Linked DNA regions of Rattus norvegicus: region 1 is linked to region 2. A link is a contact called in public HiChIP or PLAC-seq data. All regions are on one chromosome and are shown on one strand. The core of a region is the stretch at or near the end of the contact, and the rest is flanking DNA. Distances in the headings are between cores, read along the strand shown. Region 1 holds the start of Caprin1 (cell cycle associated protein 1). Region 2 holds the start of Cat (catalase).

Region 1 (6,378 bases), core at 2,478-4,977, 310 kb after region 2:
TCTGATGCAGGATATTGGAACACTCTATGACCCCCCACCAATGGGAAATGAATAAAAAACTGTGTTCTTTTTTTTTTTTTTTTTTTTTTTGGTTCTTTTTTTCGGAGCTGGGGACCGAACCCAGGGCCTTGCGCTTCCTAGGTAAGCGCTCTACCACTGAGCTAAATCCCCAGCCCCAAAAACTGTGTTCTTAAATGAAATACAATTGTATTGGGTCTCTACCTTACAGTGATACTACATTACCAGTAACTTTTGTTAGGATGCCTTCTTAGTCTAGCCAGCTGTAGTATGAATAGGTGATAATCAAATGTGGCCATAGCACTGGAGTTTCTAAAGAACTATTAAAACTGATTCATTGGGGCTGGGGATTTAGCTCAGTGGTAGAGCGCTTACCTAGGAAGCGCAAGGCCCTGGGTTCGGTCCCCAGCTTCGAAAAAAAGAACCAAAAAAAAAAAAAAAAAAAAATTGATTCATTGAGTAAATCCTACTTAGGTACATTACAACTGCTCAGTCCTACTGAAAACATCTTATAGGGCAAACTATCCAGTAATAGAAAAATAAAAAACCAGATGTGCTCATATTAATACAAAATCCAGTGCCTTGAGTGCATCTCCAAAAGTAACTGTAGTTTTAACAGCCAGTAAGATACGGTATCAAGAGTCGAGTAAGGGAGCAGCTCAGCTTGTGCTTTATAACTTCATCTTTCCACTGTTCTTCAGCAACCAAAACACTGACAACAGAAATGATGTAAGACTTTTTATGTACATTTGTTTGTTACATCATCACAAGATACTACTATCTGAGTCAATCTCTATAACAGTAAGTTCATTTCTCCACTCCCAGTTTTTGAAACCTGTTTCTCTGTATATTCCTAGCTGTCCTGAACTCTGTAAAACAGGCTGGCCTCACACTCGAGATCCACATGAGCGCTGGGACTAAAGGAATGTACCACTATGGCCCAGGTGATAATAACATTACTCTTACCTATAGTTAGCCAGTTACGGTGCAAGTCCCCATAGGGATAACCTAGATTTCTGTGTCTTGTTTTCAAACATACTTAAGTACTTCAATCTGTCACCTCACAAATACAATGACTGCTACTCAATGTTATTCTTTAAAACATATTTGAAGATTTTGCAGCCACTAACATATATACCTCAAATATTACATCATTAATGCTCATGTTGGTTCCTAGTCTAGAAGAAACTGAGTTCCCAGAAATTCCAAAAATTAAACCATTTGTAGCAACAGCCAAACTAACAATATTGCTTATTGCATTAGGAAATTTTAAAGATACCCAAGTTAAACTCAATTTCACACAGGGTACTAAACACAAAGCAAGTATCAGAAAATGCTGGCATGAAATTCCATATATGAATGTAGCTTACAATGTTTTCACTATGTTAATACATTTCCCAATTAATAAGAAAATCTTATCAAAATAACTAAAGCTTGAAATCTTGTTAATGAATATTCTCAATTTCAAATAAAGTCCGGGAAATTATAGTAAAATGGCTACTCTTCAACAATGAGGCAGAAAAGTAACAAAAGTTAAAGTTTCAAACTCACCAAAAATGGAAAATCAGTAGACAAACTACCAAGATTTAAATATCCTGTTTTTTTTTCCCCCAACTTACTACTTATAGCTCAGATTTTTAGCCAATAATCCTATCTCAATAATATCCTCTAACTAGCTAAACAAACTCCTTCACGGGAATTTTTCAAAATTGAAAACTATGCCCTAGAGAGCAGCAGGCATAAGTTATATTTTATTTACTGTAAAAGGGCAAGTTAGAATAACAGTACCAGGTATAATTGCCTCCGTTTTTACTCTACTACTTCTCTTATTCAGGGGAGAAATTTACTTCTACCTAGACTCTTCCTCTAAACAGTGTTGGTACACCGTCGTATACTAAACGCATAAAACAAAAAGCTGATTTAAGTAATCTAACAGTATGGCCCAGAATGGCTAAATATTAAAGCCAAAAATGGAGTGGGTGTGGCTCCACTTTTTTTGAGAGGGGGGGCTAGGCGGGGCTGCTGCCTGGTCTCTGCCCTCCCCCTCTGCTTTCGCTTTGTGCTCACAATGCAGCTCCTGTACAGCGCTTCCCTCTCCCGCAGCCGCCGCCATGTTAGACACTCCATGTGCCCAGAGCCTCAGAGGCAGTCTCCAGTCTAATCTAGATCCACCTCTGAAGGATCGATGATATCTCCCTGAGCTTTTAGAATGCTGAAGCAGTAAAAAATAATAAATTAAAAGAAAGTCATTGCAAAAAGAAAAAAATATAATAATAATCATTTTTTAAAAACTACCTCGTGACTAGGCTGGGCGTGAGGTTCCAAGCATCTAGACAATCGAAACAAAGAGGAAAACGTAGAGAGCCCATCAGAAGGGGGCGGGGGTACCCAGGTGAAGACCTGCTTAAATAGGACTTGACTCAACTGCAACCCTAGTTCAGACCTAGTTCACATCTTTTCTAGGGAAGAGGGGACTGAGCCATTCCACCAGCCTCCAGCCTAGGTAACAGAGGAAAACGCCAGTTACAAGGCAAGAGCCGCTCAACTCCACAAGCAATCTGCTGGCCGGGCACAGTTTCTTCCCCATGGCCTTCATCAGAAGTCGGGCCTTGGTTTTAGAGAATATGCAGCAATGGGCCCCACCACCCAGGCAAACCGGTCACAAGGCGGAAAGGGCCCGCACAGCCTGATGTGAGTAACCGAGGCCTAGAGGCAGCGCCGCGTTCGGGTCAGGTGACAGGCACCTCCCCGAGGCGCCCGTTTTCTGGGCAAGAAGCTCCATCCACCGCAGAGACCGGAGTAGGGCTGGAGCCACAAGCCCTCCCTCTCCATTATCTCCTCGCACCTTTTTCTTCTCAAGGTTCCGAAGTTTCTTGTCGATCACGCCGAGAATCTGCTTCATGGCCTCGGTCTGGACCGCGCCGGTGCCGGTTGCCGGATGCTGAGAAGCCGGCGCAGCTGCCCCGGCCGCCGCCTCACTCCCGGAGGAACCGGACGGCGGCGGCGGTCCCGACGATTTGCTGCCGCTTCCGCTGTGGCTGGTGGCCGAGGGCATCTTTAGACCGAGAAGAGAGGAGAAAAGAGCGGGAGGGAAGGACAAGAGCAGCAAGTCAGGAGACGGACGGGGAGAGACGCGGGACAAAACGCGCAGCGGGCGGGAGGCTGCGCGCGCGCGGTGGGGGGAGGGGGCGGCGCGCGCCGCCGGCAGGAAGGGGCACGCGGGCACGCGCGCGACCCGCCAGCGGGGCGCCGGACAGCCTGCCCCTCCCCCTTCCTGCCCGCCGCGGGGCACCGAGCTCGCGCCGGGGGCGGGGCCTGGCACGGCCGCCGCCAACCGCCAAGGCAACGGTCTCCATCGGGGCAAGTGGCACCCGTTGCCTTGCAAGAACGACAGGGACAGAGGTCAGGGCCAGGGGTAGAGAAGGGCACTGGGAGTGACCGGGGTGGGGGTGGGGGTGGGGAGGCCTTGAGCGAGTCCTTCTAGCCGTTCGGACCGCTCCGAAGGTAAAAAGGACACCCAGGTGCAGCGGCCTTCTTTCCCTTCGGCGCCTTGATCCGGGATGGCGCTCACCGTGCGCGCGCTGAGCCGTTGGACGTCTGGAGTGGGCAGCCGAGGGGGGCAAGGGTAGCGCTGCGTTGCGAACAGAGACGTGCGCTCCGTGGGCGCAGACCGCTTCGCCCTGTCCCCGCTGCACTGAGCTGCTCCTAGTGGGACAAGAGCCGGCGCGGGAGGGACTTGGCCAGCCTGCGCTCTGAAACGAGGGGGGCGGGGGGGATAGGGAGCGAGGGCCTTCAAGTCGTTGGGGCTGCCCTACGTAAATGCCTGTCGAAAAAGGTCACCAGACCGTGCCTCCCGTCCGGCCTTGTCCTCTGCCCCAGGTTCCTGCCCCTTTTGAAAATCTGGAAAGTACCCCACGGAGGCCGCTGCTGCAGACTCTTGAGTTTTGAGTGAAATCTAAACTGGGGTCCTTCAGGCGAAATCTCTTGACATCCAAACAGGGACAATAGGTGTCAAGCAGCAGGCTCCGGGGCTGAGGACTGCCCCTTGTAGAGCCCATATTTGGAGGGAGTGGGGGTTGGAGGGGCAAAGGTTTCTGCAAGTAAGGGGTGCGTGGGGTGGGTGGTGCAATCCCAGCTTCTAGAATTCCTTCTATATGCAAAGCATGCAAACTCACCCTCAAAGGTCTGAGAAAAGACAACTTGCCACATAACAATTATACAATAACCTAGGTATTATCTGTAGAATGTATGGAGAAGGAGCATCTTTAATGGCTTTTTGATGTCCTAAAATACTCCCACTTATGTTAAAAAACTGTCTTCACCTACCCTGAGATGAGTAACTCTGAGATAAGTAACCAGTAGGCCCTATCATGAATTACTTATCTTTCCCCAATGTGTTTTAAATTTTACCCAAAACTTTAAAGACTGCTAGATGGGGTGGGGATGGAGGGACTTTTATCCAAGAGAATTATTTCGGTGGGGGGGATCAAAGTGAGGTGGACAACGAGTAAAAAAAAAATGAGTGCTCTAGAGAGAGGTACAAAAAGGAATATGATCCGTGGAAAATTCAGCAACATGATGTATGAGAACAATAAATGACCAACTTATAATTTAAATTCCATGAAAAGGAAATTTAGAAGAGGATTCTATCAAAGTCACTGTTCCCTGGGTATTAAAATGAATAATACTGGCTGGCACCAGTATATCCTGAGGGAGCCTGGAGAAACAGCAGCACCCTGTGGACTTGAGATATTCCCGTTAACCATAAAGTCTGTAATCTGTGCTTTTAAATATTTATCGAGCACCTTATGGCATACTAGGAAGTCTTCAGTGCTAGAGATGATGAACAAAACATTTTTTTTTCATGGAGTTTGTATCAGGCGGTGAACACAAAAATAACAAGGAAACCAAAGGAAGAAAAAAAAGGTGGTCAGTGAAAGCCTTCCTGGGTACTTTATAGCCTGGAGGAAGCAAAGAAAGCTTGGGGGTGCGGGGGGGGGGGTTGGGGGGCGGTAAAAAGAACACCAGAGAGCAAGATCCGTGGCTTGGTTGCTCCTGCCTTTAGTCCAAGCACAGAGAGGCAGAGACAGGCAGAACTCTTAGCATAAGACTAGCCTAGTCTACATATTAAATTCCAGACTGAGCAAGAGTGACCTGTCAATCTTAATGGGTTTCACAGTGGCTAGAACAAGCAGTAAGAAAGCCATAAAGGGGCCTGGCTTCAATATTTGCTGAGTGACATGGCTAATGTTCATTTCATCAAATGTGTTTTAAATCACTTACATCCTAGCTCTGGGGAGGCAGAAGCAGGTGGATCTCTGAGTCTTAGGCCAGCATGGTCTACCCAGTGGGTTCCAGGACAGTTAGGGCTATTACACAAGAGAAATCATGTCTGGAAAAACCAAAATAAATAATTTTTAAAAACCACCCTTACTGCTATATAAAGAATTGTCAAGAAGTGTGTACTGGAGATGAGAGGCTAAAGTAAAACCAAAAGCCAAGAGACCAAGGAATGGACTGTTGAAATCAACCAGCCTAGAGTACTATAGCTCAAACCAGGAATACGTGGTGAAGTGAGTTGGACTCACTGTACATTGTAACTGTAGAGCAGTGACAATGGTAACCAGGGTCAGATTCATTTTACACAGTAATAGAGGAACCAAAAGATTTCCTAGCCAGCTGTGTGTCAGCTGAGAAGAGTAAAAGTTGACCTAAGAATTAAGTAAACTATTTAGCACTATGATAAAAAATATTCTGTCTAGAGAGGATTATGATCCTTGTAGCTACTTGTAACTCCAAATATAAACCAATGTCATATCACTATCTTACCTCCAAGCCAAACCTATTGAAATTTGCATTTTAATCAAATGTTGAGAATTTTGGAAAGTTTTGACAAATTGATTGAGCACAACTTGACCAATGTCTTTGAGAGCAGACATTAAGCGCTCCAGTAGACAGCTTCTCCACAGACCTAAAAGATCAGAAGCCTCTGGCATAGAACCCTACTACAGTCTGTTGTAACATGCTCTGTGGATAATTCTGATGGATGCCAAAGTGTGAGAACCAGGGCCAGCAAGATGTCTCCATAGGCAGAGGAGTGGCCTCCATCTGATTTTTGTTTTATGGGTTAGGTATATGAATGGAATGCATGTCTGTATAGGTGATGTGTGGCCAAGCGTGTAGAGGCCAGAGCAAGACCATTGTCTTCTTTATTCTGTGCCTTCTCACCTGTGACAGCATCTCTCTCTGTAAGGGAAACTCACTATTTTGACTAGATTGGTGGCCAGAGAACTCTGGATCCTCCTGACTTTTACCGCAATGTTGGGGTCACAGACACAACCATGCTCGACTTTTTACATG
Region 2 (7,090 bases), core at 4,479-6,978:
GAATCTGGACAGAGAGGCTTAAAACCTGAAGGTCATCTACAAATGAAAAAAGATTCTTTTTCTTTTTTATTAGAAGCTGAAAGATGTGGGTACTTTAAAAAAAAAGAGGAAACTAATAACAAAAATGGTAACTGTGGGTATATATTTTCTGATTTACACTTTACAGTCAGCTCCTGCTTTCTAACCTGGAGAGAAAACATAGAACAGCCTAGACCTTGGCTAAAACAACGACTTAGAAAAATGTGATTCCTTCGGGCCGTGTCTCTCCTGCTGACACACCATGACATAGCAGTTCGGCCTCTCCTGCTAGCCTGAAACCTGAAAGCTCACTCTTGTTAATTCAGCTTCCCCCACTCCATTCCTCTCCTGTCCCTCACATTGACAGCGTGCCAATGGCGTGCTCATTATCAGGGTTAACCTCAAAAACGTATGTGCTCTTATAGAAAATTCACTGGCAAGACAGGCAGGCTAAGAGCAGGTAACTCGGGGACAGAAGAGTCAGGACTCTAACGTTCAGATTCTCCAGTGAGCAGAGGTGACATTAAACCTGGGAATCCCAAAGGAAGAGCCCATATGGTCTGAGCAGCGGGTGACAAAACTCCTATTGAATCAACTCTTCAATATATTTTGAGAGGAAGAGGGGTTTTTCAAGTGGGCCTACGTCAGGCCTGCAAAGACACTGGATTCAATACTCAATAATCAATGTTCACAAAGCTCCTAGTTCAGTTATCAGCAACATCTGACCACAAGAAGACTCCATTTGTAAATTGCTCTCACAATGATCAACACTCTGGTTCCAATCCATCCAGCTTGGGCTGGACATCTGGTTCTTAGGAGAGGAGATAACAGAATGGGCACACTTCCACCATTTACAGCTCCCGTAAAAGTAAAAAGAAAAAAAAGGATATTTTAATGTCATAAAAATATAACTAAGTCTTTAAAAAGAGATTGTGTCTGTTAACTCATCACATGAAGAGAAAATACATTGACGGCTTTCCAGGAAATATGAAGTGTGTACCTTAGACCACACGATAATGTGACTTCCTAGACACAGAGGTAGACCGCATTTCCCAGATTCCCCTATGCTTAGCCTATAACAGAGGTCTACCTAACTGGAAGTGAACCTGATCCCAAATCTTCCCAAATACCTTTTCCATACACTTAACATTTCTGTGGCTGAACACTGATGCCTTAAGTACTTTAGAGGGATTGTTACTTACCTAGAAATACTTATTTTTATGTGTGGGTTACTGTCTTGTCTACATGGGTGTATAGGCACTATGAGAGGTACAGTGTCCTCAGAGGCCAGAATCGAGTGTCAGATCCCTGTGACTGGAATTACAGGCCATTTTGAGCCACCACGTGGGTGCTGGTAACCCAGGTCCTGTGTCAGAGAAGCAAGTGCTCTTAACTACTGAGCCAGCCCCCTGCTTCAAGTACTTAGAACCTTGTGCTAATCAGCCAGGAGCTTCCTTCAGCTGAGGCCCTCGGTGACAAAACACGCCTGTCTCTTTCACCCTCAAACAACTCTGACCCATACAGAAAAGGAAGAAATTCCTGACGTGCTTGTGCCGTCTTGTATGTTGGACACTGTGATTACAGCGTTTAGCCCGCACAGGACAGAATGTAAAATAAGGGTCATGAATCAATGGCGAAAGACAAACAAGGCAAGTTCAGAAAAGGACGAAAGAAACACCAACAGGTTACACTGGGGCTGATACTCAGCAGGCATCTGAGAGGATGCTCAACATCTCCGGTCCATTACTGCAGAGCAGATTAAAACCGCAGAGAGCAATGACTGACTAAGGTCTGCCAAGACCAAAGCTGACAGGAAGCGGGGCACCCGGAGCTTCCACATTGGTGGACGTGTAAAATGGTTCAGCCACTCTGGAAGACGACTACGAAGTTTGCTCCTAAAACAGTCACTGGCCCTATAACCCAGTAAATCCTACAATCCCAGTAGTTTGGGGTTTTGTCTTATTTATTAGGACAGGAGTCTTGCCATGAACCTCAGGCTGACTTCAAACTGGTGTCCATCTTCCTCATCCTTAGGACTAGAGGTGTGTGCCAGCACATCCAGCTAGAAAGCTAGGAAAATCAAAATGTGGGTGCAGAAAATGACTGGTATAAGAGTTTTCTTTCATATCAGGCTGGAGAGATTGCTCAGCGGTTAAGAGCACTGACTGCTCTTCCAGAGGTCCTGAGTTCAATTTCCAGCAGCCACATGGTGGCTCACAACCATCTGTAATGGGATCCAAGGCCGCCCTCTTCTGATGTGTCTGAAGCAGCTACAGTGTACTTATATATAATAAATAAATCTTTAAAAAATAAATAAATAGCTCTCCTCCAGTCAAGCAAGATGCCCAAAGGAAAGAAAGCCAAGGGGAAGAACGTGACCCCAGCCCCCAACGTCATCAAGAAACAGGAGGCCAAAAAGGGTGGTCAATCCTTTGTTTGAGAAAAGGCCCAAGAACTGCGGCATTGGGCAGGACATCCAGCCCAAAAGAGATCTCACATGCTTCGTCAAATGGTCCCGCTACATCAGGCTGCAGTGGCAGAGCCATCCTCTATAAGCGGCTCAAAGTACCTCCTGCCATCAACCAGATCACCCAGGCCCTGGGCAGGCAAACAGCGACTCAGCTGCTTAAGCTTGCCCACAAGTACAGGCCAGAGACAAAGCAGGAGAAGAAGCAGAGGCTGCTGGCCCACGCTGAGAAGAAAGCTGTTGGCAAAGGGGACGTCCCAACTAAGAGACCACCTGTCCTCCGAGCAGGGGTCAATACAGGCACCACCTTGGTGGAAAACAAGAAGGCTCAGCTGGTGGTGATTGCCGATGACGTAGACCCCATTGAGCTGGTGGTTTTCCTGCCTGCCCTTTGTCGAAAGATGGGGGTGCCCTACTGCATCATCAAGGGGAAGGCCAGGCTGGGGCGCCTGGTCCACAGGAAGACGTGCACCACTGTTGCCTTCACACAGGTGAACTTGGAAGACAAGGGTGCTCTGGCTAAGCTGGTGGAAGCTATTAGGACCAATTACAATGACAGATATGACGAGATCCGCTGTCACTGGGGAGGCAATGTCCTGGGTCCTAAGTCTGTGGCTCATATTGCCAATCTGGAAAAGGCAAAGGCTAAAGAACTCGCCACTAAACTGAGTTAAATGTACACTAAGTTTTCTGTACATAAATATAATTACAACATTTTTTTAAAAATTAAATAAATTTGTAAAAGTTTTCATATCAACTTTATTCATAATAATCCAAACTTGGAATCCAGGTGCCCAGCAATGATACAAACAGTGGTCTAACCTCATCACCAAGTCCTACATTCAAGTGTGGAGAAGCCCTCACTGCTGACACACAGCACAGTGACTAGCTGGAAAGCATTTTTACTCAACAACAACAGAAAGAGCTTTGAACTAAAACCCATAAATCAAGGGTTAAAACATTAAGAACAATGATTTCCGGTGGAAACACTGAAGTGTGTGTGTGTGTGTGTGTGTCACAGAGCACCCTCAGGTGTCAGCCCTCACCTTCCACTCTGTCTATGGGGTCTTTCTACTGTGTACACCAGCTGAGCTGGCCTGTTCCCATAAAGGAACACTGGGACTCCAAGGCACACGTTACCATGGCAGGGTTTACATGGATTGTGGAGATTCAAACTCATACCCTCCCACTTTAACAGAAAGTCCCTTACCATTGAGCCATCTCCTCAGTATGGCCTCAGATATCTTGATAGGGGCTTAGGATGCCATTGTCTATGTGTGTATTAAACCTTGTTGAGCAGAACGCATAAATCTACATGTTTCACTATATGTAACTATTACTGTACCCTGCACATGTGCACTGTACTCTCCATTCACATCCCTGAAGTGTTCAGGTATAAAGTATACTGTTGAAGAGATACACTTAAAAAAAAAATCAGGGATAGGGAGATGGATAATCTTATAAAAGAGGTAATTGTACACTGCAGAAAGTGGAACAAGTGTGTACAGCAGTTCTTTTCAGTGTTTGTGAATTCTTGACATTTTTCATAATCAAGTATTTCAGCTTATCTAGGCTACGTAACACATGAGAATTTCCTTCCAGAAGGGGGATTCTCTTCCTAGAAATGTTTATACAGAGTAGCATGAATTGAGGAAGAAACATCGGCATCACCAGCAATAGGTGACATACAGGGAGCAGGGAAATGGTATGGAAGAAGGACAAGCTGGTCTCAAAATAAACGGGACACCTTTAAGAACACGTGTATTTTGTTTTCTAAAAATCTCACTACTCGGCCCAAGTGTTACTCAGTTCACAAATATTTGTGACAGCCAGCCAGCATGCAGCAGGCTTCAGCAACTACTGGGTACCCAACAGGTCCTGGCTCTGAGGAGCTCAGTTCTAATCTTGACTCTACCACTAACTAGCTGTATGTCCTTGATTACGACTCTATGCCTCTCTGGGTCACTTGAAGAACTTAACAGACCTAGCTGTAAATAATGAAGGGCAACGGGGCCAAGAGCTTAGAGAAGAATTTCAGCATTTGAAATCATTTCAAACTCGGTCCATGAACACTAAACACTGATCTCCCAGTTCACCCACACGAGCAGGGTTTTAAGGAAGAAAGAGCAAGGGGGAAAGTCTCCCTCACACCCACCCCAACCCCTGCCCTATTAACCAGAAGCCATGGTACCGTGCAGGATCATTTGCTCCAACTTTTCTAAGATGCCCGGGGCCAGGAACATCCCTGCCAAGTCTGCTGAAATCCCCACTATCTTTGAGGACACTGTTACAGTGTCATCTGCTTGGGATGTCTTGCAGCCAAACCCCGGCATTCATCTACACTCCACAGCTAGTCTGCAATTGGATCTAAATGGTAATCATCTGTTTACACATCTTGCCTCTCAGTGTTGACTCTAAACTTCACCAGGGTGTGGTCTTATCTCACAGGAATATGTGTATACCTCGTCCAGCCCAAACGGCACATACAGGCACTCAAAGTTCTGTGAATCAAACCGATGATTACTGTCTAAAGTCATTGCCAGTTCTAAAATATCAGGTCTGACGCTCCCCTCAGTGGAAATGAAATAATGGTTGTAAAAATGCTTTTATTTAATCGTTGAATGTTGTGAGTTCTGCCTGTCGCCATGAATGATGCTGAAGGCACAGGCTCGTGTACTTCCCCAACAGCAATGCGTACAGATCTAAGATTTCACAAACATAAAGCAGGAGCTGGCTCCAACTTCCTGGCTCACAGCTCTCTGCCTCTTTACCCAGGCGGCTCCACGTCTCCCTCAAGCTGTGACCTATGTCCCAGCTGGCACAAATGCCAAACTCGGAGCCATCCACCCGGCCCCTGCTGCTAGCGACAAGTCCTGCAGGCCTGCAGCCCCATCCCCTCTCCGCAGAATGGAACGGTCCGTGGGACAAAAAGCAGCCACCCGAGTGCAGCCAGTGGTGCAGCCCCAGCACAGGCTACCCAGGGGGAACCCGCGCCGTTACTCGCCGCCTCCCAAGTTCTCGTGAGGCTCTGAGGAACACTGGATACCTGAGGGGCCCGCTGCTCCTTCCACTGCTTCATCTGGTCGCTGGCTGGGTCCCGGCTGTCCGCCATGGTGTAGGATTGCGGAGCTGCAGAGCTGCAGAACGTGAGGCAAGAGGGCCGGACGAGCACGGTCTCCACCCGGGGTAGGCAATCGCGTCAGTCAGGCCCGCTGGAGTGGTGACTTCAGGCTCTGCCAATCAGCACCACCCCCCACCTCTCGGGACGGCCGCCTCCTGATTGGCCACTGAAACTCTAGAAGGGACAGGATTGGAAGGAGGGTGGGGCGAGCAGTGGGCTCCGGGAGGTGGACCCCGGGATGGGAAGAGGCTGGGGAGATGGGTGGGGACCGAAAGGCGGTGCTCTCTGACCTCTGAGAGTCACAGTTCGGGGACCAATTCCTCTGTGCAACGTTTTCTCACTTTGCTTATTTATTTGGTACTAATTGGTGGGTAGTTCTTTTTCTAACTTCTCTCACTCAGATTATCATTTACCAAGCTGTATACCAATAATTTATTGTAAAAACGCTCAGGAACTGTTTAATCTTCCTACAGATCTGTACGGATTTCCTCCTCTGTGAGAGGGGAAATCTGACTTGTCACTTGGCCCACTGTGCCAAAGTGGCCTGTATTAACTGCAGTAACAGACTCCTCCATTTTCTCCCCTGACACTGGAGAATAATAGAAAGCTCTTTGTCTTTGGGGAGAGGGGGATCTGTGAAGGGTCTGAGGATGTGGCTCGGAAGGTTGAGTGTCTAGCATGCAGAAAGCCCCGAGTTTAGTCGCCAGGACCATATAAACTGTGCGGTGGCGCAGGCCGTTACTCCCAGCCCTCCGGAGGTAGAAGCTAAGGTTCAGAAATCAAAGGTCATCTTCAGCTTCATGGCTCCTTTGAGACCAGACTGGGATATGAAACTCCGATTCAAAAAAATAAAAAAAGCTAGAAAGTAAAACATTTACTAATGTTTGTAAATATTTGGTGACTTTGTCGCTTATTTTTCATTTTAATCAATAGGTTAAAGATTTTCTATCAGTTGCTAGAAATTATCTTTAAACACCTTGATGCTGTCATTTTCAAAATAAACCTTCTCAACTTTCACCTTGATTATGGGCTGTGGGCACGTGACTGAGGACACTCCAAAACTTGTTCTTGATTTGACAAAGATGTGGTAACAGAGATTGGTAAAATTGTAAGTTTTGCAATCCCTTGGGAAAACAGTCACAAATTCATCTAATCAATGTTATTTTTTTCTACATTGTTCTTAACACAATTGTAAAATTTCATTCATTGGGCCATTTGTTTTGGTGTCTTTTGCTAATCTACATCTACACTGTCCCTAGAATGTGAAGCCCATAAAGGCAGTGACAGTCATGTCTAAAATCCCATGGGACCAGCAAAATGGATCAGTGGAGAAAGTCACTTACTGCCTGAGACCTAGGACCCAAACAAAGTTTAATCCTCAGGACCCATGAGGTAGAAGAAAAGTACCAACTATCAAATGTCTTCACACACACACACACACACACACACACACACACACACACACACACACACGTTCATGCACA

What was found. HiChIP or PLAC-seq counts read pairs in DNA pulled down with a chosen protein or histone mark.
Region 1: a contact with region 2 is called in an H3K27ac HiChIP or PLAC-seq map of oligodendrocytes, with 3 times the contacts expected there. The contact joins the promoter of Caprin1 here to the promoter of Cat in region 2. A contact is called at or near these places in 1 of 12 Hi-C or Micro-C datasets (prefrontal cortex) and 1 of 1 datasets of contacts at active chromatin or transcription factors (oligodendrocytes).

What each region holds. Positions count from the first base shown.
Region 1 is chr3:110,637,331-110,643,708 of GRCr8, forward strand. It overlaps Caprin1 (cell cycle associated protein 1), which reads right to left and starts at 3,728. Exons shown (of 19, transcript NM_001012185.3): 1 at 3,590-3,728; 2 at 2,864-3,073. The coding sequence starts at 3,073. It overlaps LOC120101611 (a long non-coding RNA gene), which reads left to right and starts at 368. Exons shown (of 2, transcript XR_005502309.2): 1 at 368-962; 2 at 2,482-3,080. It overlaps LOC134486415 (a long non-coding RNA gene), which reads left to right and starts at 5,033. Exons shown (of 2, transcript XR_010065276.1): 1 at 5,033-6,378.
Region 2 is chr3:110,323,798-110,330,887 of GRCr8, forward strand. Cat (catalase) reads right to left here and starts at 5,729. Exons shown (of 13, transcript NM_012520.2): 1 at 5,532-5,729. The coding sequence starts at 5,597. It also overlaps the pseudogene LOC134486130.